Regions from separate parts of the Mus musculus genome. Here all the other regions are linked to region 1. A link is a contact called in public Hi-C and HiChIP or PLAC-seq data. All regions are on one chromosome and are shown on one strand. Each heading gives the region's core, a stretch centred on a gene start, on an enhancer-like site or on the middle of the called end of the contact. The rest is flanking DNA. Distances are from core to core; before and after follow the strand shown.

Region 1 (2,724 bases), core at 1-2,500:
TTATTTTTTATCTTCGGGACTTCGTAGTTCTTCAGTGGAGAACACTCTTCTTTGGGACCTAAGGTTCTGCAGTGTGACATCAGAGGATATGAATACAAGTGTCAATACTGCAAGGCCAATGTCAGGTCCTTTATAAAGAAGGAAGGGCAGCGTTTGCCCTAAGACAGGGCTAAAGACCTCAGACCCTGGGTTTTGTTTTTTTGTTTTTGTTTGATTTGTTTTTTGTTTTTTTGGTTTTTTTTTGCCATCCTGCCATTCTTTAGGCTCTGGTTAAACAGGTATGTTAGGAGGGTGGCCCAGGGCATCTGGCAGTGATGGTTTGGGACGGGCCAACACATCTCTCCTGTCCATGTAGTCGGTCTGTCTTCTTGAGAAAAATAAAGGTAATATTAAAGGAACTTAGAAAAGTAGACGCTTAATTTTATCTTTAAAGCTGGAATAATCATCTTAAGCTTATTTTATAGTAAGCTGTACAATGGCGAGACTTTTCACTCGGGACAACTCAGTGCTAAGTGCCTCAGTGCTTTAAGATCCAAGGGGTCCTTTCACATTGTTAGGTGTTGTAAAAGTGGCTATGGCTTTCTCAAAAACAAACAAACAAATGTTGGTGCCGTTTAGGCACCTGTTTGCATAAACGCATAGGGAATCGAGCCTGCAAAGCTTTGGGCCAGAGGAACCTCCATCATCCTCATGAATTAGAGGGAGTCGGCTGTTTTAAAATAGTACTTCCTATTGTAACAGACCCGGGCACTATTATGTCCCGGGTGTGGTGGCTTTGAGCTGAGGACAACCCGAGCCTCCCTCTGGCCTGGCACGGCTCCCTTTAGGAGCCGACCGGCCAGCTCCTTCCTCCGGCGCCACTAGGGCGTGGAGGCCCCCGGGGCGAGCGGGCGCCGCCGCCGCTAGGGTGCAACCCTGCCCTGGCCCAGCAGGTCCCGCTCCGTGCCCGCCGCCGGAGGAAAGCCGAGGCGACCGGCCGCCGCCCCGCGAAGGGAGGGGGCGGCGGAGCCGCAGCAGCTTCAGGTTTCCTCCTGGAGCTGGTGGCGGGCGCGGCCATGTGATGAGGCGGCGACGAGCCCGGCTGGCCAGAGGTGGGCAGGCGGGGACCAGGGGGCGCAGGGGGTGGCCCCAGCTGTGGGCGCGGCGGGCGGGCGAGCGGGGGTGGGGTGGGGTGGGGGGAGCTGCGGCTCCGCCCCTCGGTGCGGCCAGCGGAGCGGAGGGGCGTGGGCAGCTGGGGACCGGCTTCCCCGCTCCGGGCGACGCTGGCCGGCGGGTCGCCCTCGGCAGGCCTCGGGGACAGCGCCTGGCCAGGGCTCCTGGCGTTCCCGAGCCACAGCTCCAGGTAAAGGCGGATTACGGGAGCCATCCCTCTTGTCTCCCCGCAGCCCTGGGCGAAGTTTGCCCACCGGAGTTCTCAGGGGACAAAGTTTCTCTAGGGTCCCCGAGGACGCAGGGGTCTGCAGAGGTGGTGAAAGGCTGCACTCTGTCGGCTGGGCAGCCCGAGGAATGGGCGCCGCCTCCTGGTACCTGGGGATGGCAACAAGTGCATGGCGCTGCCGGGTCGGAGGCAGCAGCTGTGAAGCGCAAACGGGAGGCAGCGGCCACCCCTCACCCTCTCGGGCAAGCGGGGTGGGAGGGGGCAGAGGGTGACGGAGCTCAACCAAAGCTAGTTGCAAGCGATGGAAATCAGAGGCAGGCGGCTGGAGAAGGGTGAACCTCGAGAGCCTGGTTCTCCTCTTCCCATCTGTGTTTCTGGCCAGCTTCACCTATATGCTTGGTGTGTGTGTGGGATGTACCCCAGACTGCTGGTCAGTCTCAAGTTCAGGACATTTATTTCTTGTGGAAACGTTTGCTGAGTTTATAAAAGCATCTATGGTCATCTTGTTTGGGAGGGGCTTTTAGCATTGGGTGGGAATCCGTGCGCTTGTGCCATGAGTTTCTCTGGAATACTCGGTTGTGGGTGGTAGGGGTCACAGGTGGAGAAGGCGTTCTCGCTTGCTGTGAGCTCTGTGAACGCTGGGTGTTCAGACCACCCAGGAAACCCAGCTCTGGTTTCCCAGACACCAGTTAGGTTTCTAAGGGAGACTACTTTAGGAGCCCACAGAGCCTGCCTATTGGTTGCAGCTGGGTGGGCCCAGGGGAAGGGTAACATCTGTGTTTGCTAGCATCTGACTCCCTGACCCCTGCTCAAGTGCCAGCCTCTACACACTCCAAGTTGTAGAGATTGAGCACTCGATTCTGCACCAAGCAGTCAAGAATTACAGTTATAAAGAACGGACACACTGCTTTTCTGTACTTTGCCCTCTCGTGTTCCTAGACCCTGAAGCTGTCTCAGTAAAATGAAATTCTATTCTCAACAACACAAACAAAATCAAAGGCTTGCCCTAGTTAGGCTCTGTGGAAACCACTTTGAACACGATAATTCAAGCTCTGATAACCTTTCCTGGGAAGCTTTCCATAGCTCTATTTTGAGTTTTTATGTGAATGTTAAAACAAATAGGTGTTTGTCTAATCTTGATGAATAGTAGCGCTAACTCCTTTGGAGTGTTTGAAGGAAGAGAACATTGCAGATGCCTTTTGGAGAGGTTGTAGCATTTCAAAGTGATATTCCGATGCAGACTTTATAGTGATTATGCATAATTATTTTTGATTATAGAACTTGGATAGCATCATACTTGATACTTTGTGGTTTGGGAAACTGAGGCACAGAACTAGTTCTTGGGT
Region 2 (2,700 bases), core at 125-2,624, 150 kb after region 1:
CATGTTGGTCAACTGTTCTTTATGATGCTCTGTTTCTTTCTAATAAGCACATTTGTAGTTGTGATTCCTACTTTAGATTCACCAGCATCCCACCTTCTGTATTGAAGGCCGGTTATATATTTACCGCTAGAGCCCTGAGCCGACTTAAACTGTGGAATATGCTGTTCTGCGTGGCCCATTGTATTAGTTTCTCTGACAACCTTGCAAACATCTCAGAGCCTGTGTGTGTGCTGTCCATGACAACTTTTTATCTCACTTTCCTCTTGTTTCTGTACATTTTTCTCTTTGTACTTGGCATTTTGTAAACATTCCGAGTCATGATACCGTTTAGGTTGGGCAAACAGATAAGTTTTCTTATTGGCTGAATGGTTTTCTTATTTCCTCATACAGTCTTTGTGTCTAAGACTTAGGATTGTACTTCACCAGACAATGATTTTACAGACAGGCTTTATTTTATTTTGAACACAAATGGGTATGTACTGTTCACAGGGAGGGGCCATGTCCATCTACACTTGGGTTTGGCACATAGAAATACTCTTATTTAATATTTTTCTGATGCATAACTTGGGAACACAAGTTGAGACTTGCATGATTGTGCGGCTTGGGAAATTGGAGTAGAATTTGTTTTAATGAATTGGATTTGTGTGAATGAAAAGCTGTTGGTCTTCAAAAACTTACTATGCTGAATGCCTTCCTATAGTGGCTTCCCTCAGAAGTTGTAAAACATTACTGAATCCAGTTCCTGAATGTGCCTGTGTTTTTAAAGGTTTTAAAAGTATCATTTGCTTTTAGATTTTTTATTCTTATCCAGTGTTAGTTTTAACCTTTTGCTAAGTGGTTAAACCATTTCCTGGATTAATAGTTAGCACTTTCAGTGAAAAAGAACTTGCTAAACTCAGAGGGCTTTAGTCACTTGTGTCCTTTGGTAATATTATTTTTAATTGATCACAGTTCTTCAGAGCAGATTGGGAAAGCTGTACTCTAGAAGGCAGACCTTAGGGATGTATTTTGATAAACACTTACTGACTTCAAGAGGCAGAACCCCAACTCTGGTTTTGTTTTAGAGTCGCTAAGAAATGTGGTTGCTCACACCTTTCTTTAGATGTCCTGATTTAATTGTGGGGAGGTGTAGCTGTCCAGCAGCCATGGATTAACTGGGTTACCTGAAAGGGGAGATGAAAATGAAAAAGGACAAGTGCAAGAGAAAGATGAAGCCAAGACAAAGGTTTCTGATCAAGGCTCAAAAGTTTAATTTTCAGCACTGTGTTTATATAGGGAAAGCCCACAGACCCATCCTTTGTTTCAGCTGGATTGAGTTGCAAAGCCAGCTCAGTAGGCAGTCAACTCCTCAAAGCTCCTTTAGGAAATTGCAAATGCGGAGAGGTCATGTGACCCCAGCTAGGTTGTAAAACCATCATGGGTTTGTTTAGCCTACTCAAGGCTGGGGGAAGGGCACAATTCCCCCTTTTTTGTTTTTTTAAAAGATGAGCTGGACAGGGGCACAAGATTTACTTGTTTTCTATAATCCCATCTAGGGAATAGAGTGGTTAGGTGGCTGTGCCTGTCTTAGGTTAGTGTCTATATTGTTCCTTCTTAACCGTCATGGACAACAAACTTAGCTTTTGATGGAGGTCTCTAGCTTAGGGTGATAGGAGCTCAAGAACATTTTTACCCACCCCTGGCTACTGGCCTTCAAAAGCACACTCTTTCCCATTCAGACCAAAGCCATGAAGAACATATGAATATGTACTCAATGCATTTCTTCGTAGTGATGAATAACTGTCACAGTGAATAGCTGGGCCTGCTGAAAGCAATCCTGTGTGAAAGCAACTAATCTGTTTCCAAAAGTTAAAAGTCTTGAGTGTTTGCCTGTTTTTAGAAATCCTGTTCTTTAGTGGTGTGTGTATGTGTGTGTGTGTGTGTGTGTGTGTGTGTGTGTGTGTGTGTATCTGGTGTGTCTGTGTGTTTAATTCTTTAGCTAATTTTTGAAATTGATTGATTGATTGATTGATTGATTTAGTGTTCCTGGATGTGCTAAAGTGCATGTATGGATGTCAGAAAATTCTCCTTTCATCATGGAGGTCCTAAGGACAAAACTCTGGCCACCAGGCTTTATCCACCAGGCCTTTTCACTGGCCTTGTAATTTATTTTTATTGTTATAATACTATTATCTAACTATTTTCCCTTTTCTCCTTTCTTTCTTTCTTTCTTTCTTTCTTTCTTTCTTTCTTTCTTTCTTCTCTCTCTTCTTTCTTCTCTTCTTTTTTTTTTTTGCTGTGACAAAGCAGCATGACCAAGGCAACTTAGAAAAGAAAGAGTTTAATCAGTTTTACAGTTACAGAAAGCTAGTGTCCATGATCGCAAAACAAAGGCACAGTAGCAAGAACAGCTGAGAGCTCACATCTCAATTCACGAGTAGAAGGCAGGGAAAGCTAACTCAAAATGTCACCAGTCATTTGAAAATCTGCCCTTGGTGACATACTTCCTCCAGGAAAGCTACACCTCTAATCCTCCCAAAACAGCCATTCCATGAGTTTGTCATGGGATGTAAGATACAGGTTTCTTTATTAGATAATGTAACGCATCCCAAAGTATTTAAAGTTATATATCTATATCTATCTCATACATATACATGCTATATATGTTATATATAATATTGGCAGTGATAATGAGGTCCACCATGTTAATTGATTATGTTT
Region 3 (2,932 bases), core at 213-2,712, 250 kb after region 1:
TTATCTTTTAACATATCATGGTAACATCAGCACACTTAAACTATCAGTCATTTTCTGATATCGTCAGTTTTCACTGTTCATTTCTTGAAACTGTATCGTTAAGCCAGGACCTGGCCAAGGTCCACCGATCCCCGTGGAGGTCACATCTCTAAAACCCCCTTTCAGTAGAATTCTCTTCCTCCCTTCTTCCTCCACCTTTCACTTTTATCTAATGGAAGAAATGTCTCCAACCTTCTGGGTTCCTACCTTTTTATCTGTCATTTTGTGAGTTCTACCAGATTCTCCTCTGGTTTCTTTTCATAGATATGTACAATGGGCCTTGAAGACTTAGAGAATATTTTTGAAATGTTTAAGAAAAGGATTGCTCTGTGAGAAGGGACTTTAAGTGCCACAGTGTGTGATAGCAAAGGTGGAGGGAGACATGTTAGCAAAGCAGATAGTGGGCATGCTCAGATTTCCATTGTTGTTCAAAAGCCTACTCCTGAACCCCGTGTTTGCTCATTTGGGAATTAGAGGTACTGCAGATCAGCATGTCTTGAAATGTTTTCCCACCTCAACTATAGTGGTAAATGTCAAAAGTACAAAATTCAATGGTTATGTGTACAGTTTAATTAATGGTGAGTGGTGTGTATAAAAATGTATATTCTTTTCAAGATCCGAAATAGCAACCTGTTGGCTCGTCGCCGCGGAATCCCGGAGTGCATCCTGCTAGTTACCCAGCGCATCACAAAGTACCCAGTCTTGGTGGAAAGGATCCTGCAGTACACCAAGGGTGAGAGATTATTTCTGGGACCTTTCCCTGTCTTGTGAGTTTTAGTCACAACTGAGGGGTCCCGAAGAGCCTTGAGTGCTGAGTTCTTCCACTCACAAATGCTCTCCCTGTGAGCAAGCTTTTAAAGCCTCGAGTTGTAACTCATTTTTGGGAAATTACTTTATTTTTAATCCCGTTTATTCTGTGGTTGGGAAGTAGTATGCACGGCATACGTGTGATGATCAGAGACCTTGCAGAATTTGGTCCTTTCCTTCTGCCACTTTTATTTTATGCTTCTTTAGAACTTAATGCATGAGAGAACATAAAAATAGCGTTTGGAGATAGCAGCATAGATTTTTGCTCTCAGCGAGAGAATGAATAAAAAACAATAGGGCTTTTCATTTTGCATTGTGCGGATTTTCTTAAGGTTCTACGATATCCCAGGAACTAAACTGTGTCAGATAATGTTAGTCAATTAGTCTCACTCCAGGGTTCACTCCCATGCCAAGTTCTTGGTAGACTAGATAGCAGCAGTGATCTGCTCCCCTTAGCAGTGGGAGCTGCGTCTGTGACATCTTGGCAGAGTCATCGAGATAGCATACAGATGCCCCCTCCTCCGAGCAGGCATTGCCAAAGGCCAATCCTGAGCCTTCCGGAGCCTTGGCCATCGGTTCTCACAACTGTTAATGGGAGCGGTCCTCAGCCTCACTATCTGTCCTTCACAAGGGGGTGTGTCCACATGCAGATTCTGAGTCAGTGGGTGTGAGTAGAGCTGGGGGTCGGGGAGAATTTGAAAAGACCCCCACGGAGGCCGGTGCTGTTACCTTTGGGTTGTGAATCATTGGGAGAGAGTGATCTGTAAGACTTTGAACCTTCTCTGGTAGTTACTCTGGGTCATCTGGTAATTCAACTTCACTTTTCTTTCCTAGTTTTGAAGTAGTTTCTTTATAAGTAAATTTCCTTATAAAGACTAGAAAGGCGCTGTCAAGGAGTGAGGTGTGTTCTTTGGAAGACAGCGATCCCCTTTGAACTATGGGGATCGGGTGTGCTCTGTGGGTGTTCTGATAGCGCTCCCAGCATCTGTGTGTGCACTGGAAACCTTAAAGGAAGAGACTCTGGAGGACCAATTCTGCTCTCCTCACTGCTCTTTCTAAACACGTGTTTCTTCAGCTGGAGCCTCCGGAGAGCCTTTGGCTTCTCTGCCAGTTTTCTGGTTTTCCCTCCCTCTTCCTCCCTTCCTCTTCGCTCTTCAGGCTCAGGCCCCTGAGCAAATATCAACTAGCTGATCTTTATCATCAAATCCCCCCAAAGTAGCCAGATTCCCTTCCATCTGCCGTTTCCAGAACCCAGTCTCTGGAACTCCTCCAGACCTTTTTCTTAAGACAGCCTGGAGGTGAGAGGAGTGGCCGTTGGTTTAAAGAGTAACGGGAGCTACAGTCTGTTCTGTATGCAAAGCCTGGCTGACTTCTGTGAGGCTCAGTGCCTGGGACCTCAAAATGTTTTTCTTTACTTTCAAGATCAGAAGAAAAAATGATAGGTCAAGAACATTTTAATTATAACATTAAGATCCTCAATTTTATGCTAATATAATTTTGAATAATTTTTTTTTAAGAACCCAGAAGACAAATGAGTCTTGGGCCATTTAAATCACCCTGTGGCTCCATTTCAGAGGACATGAGCTTGGCCCCACAGCTGGCTTCAGTCGTTAGAAATACAGCATGGGGTAACTTACCTGTTTCTAGGAAGGGAGGAGTGCCCAGGTTACGCCAAACATAGCCTCTGCTTATATTACATATAATATATATTCATTATATAATATACTATAATTATATTACACATATATACATATATGGATAGATAGATAGATAGATAGATAGATAGATAGATAGATAGATAGATAGACAGGTAGCATATAATATGTGCTACTTTTTTTCTTGCTGTGACAAAATACCAGATAAGAAGGAGCTTCAAGAAGAAAGGGTTAATTTTGTCTCACAGTCTGTCATGACAGGGAAGGCGTGGCAGTCGGGGCATGAGGCAGGAGGCTACATTTGTATCTGCAGATGAGAAGCTGAGAGAGAGAGGGAGGGAGGGAGTGAGGGAGAGAGAGAGAGGGGGGAGAGAGAGAGAGAGAACGAAAGAAGGAAAGAGAAAGAAAGATGGCCTTCTGTCTGCTTGCTT

Evidence for each region. Hi-C and Micro-C count contacts between places; a contact is called where the count stands out from the background. HiChIP or PLAC-seq counts read pairs in DNA pulled down with a chosen protein or histone mark.
Region 2: a contact with region 1 is called in a Hi-C map of the N1E-115 cell line, with 5 times the contacts expected there. The contact joins the enhancer-like site here to the promoter of Arhgef28 in region 1. A contact is called at or near these places in 13 of 39 promoter capture datasets (3T3-L1-derived adipocytes, the HPC-7 cell line, the SN4741 cell line and 8 more), 1 of 484 Hi-C or Micro-C datasets (the N1E-115 cell line), 4 of 115 datasets of contacts at active chromatin or transcription factors (cardiomyocytes, embryonic stem cells and fibro-adipogenic progenitors) and 4 of 9 other capture datasets (adipose tissue, liver, macrophages and 1 more).
Region 3: a contact with region 1 is called in an H3K27ac HiChIP or PLAC-seq map of extraembryonic endoderm stem cells, with 6 times the contacts expected there. The contact joins the enhancer-like site here to the promoter of Arhgef28 in region 1. A contact is called at or near these places in 7 of 39 promoter capture datasets (the SN4741 cell line, cranial neural crest, embryonic stem cells and 2 more), 2 of 15 datasets of contacts at CTCF or cohesin (both in the NIH/3T3 cell line), 6 of 484 Hi-C or Micro-C datasets (the 3T3-L1 cell line, the F1.1 cell line, differentiating embryonic stem cells and 3 more), 4 of 115 datasets of contacts at active chromatin or transcription factors (embryonic stem cells and extraembryonic endoderm stem cells) and 1 of 9 other capture datasets (pancreatic islet).

What each region holds. Positions count from the first base shown.
Region 1 is chr13:98,204,691-98,207,414 of GRCm38.p6, reverse strand. It overlaps Arhgef28 (Rho guanine nucleotide exchange factor (GEF) 28), which reads left to right and starts at 1,250. Exons shown (of 36, transcript NM_012026.2): 1 at 1,250-1,342.
Region 2 is chr13:98,059,010-98,061,709 of GRCm38.p6, reverse strand. All of the region lies in intron 4 of Arhgef28 (Rho guanine nucleotide exchange factor (GEF) 28), which reads left to right. Among named protein-coding and RNA genes, the nearest start is that of Gm34469, 110 kb to the left of the region's middle. Within about 2 kb of position 1,374, at least 3 of the 459 cell types and tissues checked have an H3K27ac peak or open chromatin away from gene starts, as enhancers often do. A contact at or near this core is called in the N1E-115 cell line and epiblast stem cells, where this site is marked.
Region 3 is chr13:97,954,366-97,957,297 of GRCm38.p6, reverse strand. Arhgef28 (Rho guanine nucleotide exchange factor (GEF) 28) reads left to right here. Exons shown (of 36, transcript NM_012026.2): 24 at 655-772. Among named protein-coding and RNA genes, the nearest start is that of Gm34388, 62 kb to the right of the region's middle. Within about 2 kb of position 1,462, at least 4 of the 459 cell types and tissues checked have an H3K27ac peak or open chromatin away from gene starts, as enhancers often do. A contact at or near this core is called in extraembryonic endoderm stem cells, where this site is marked.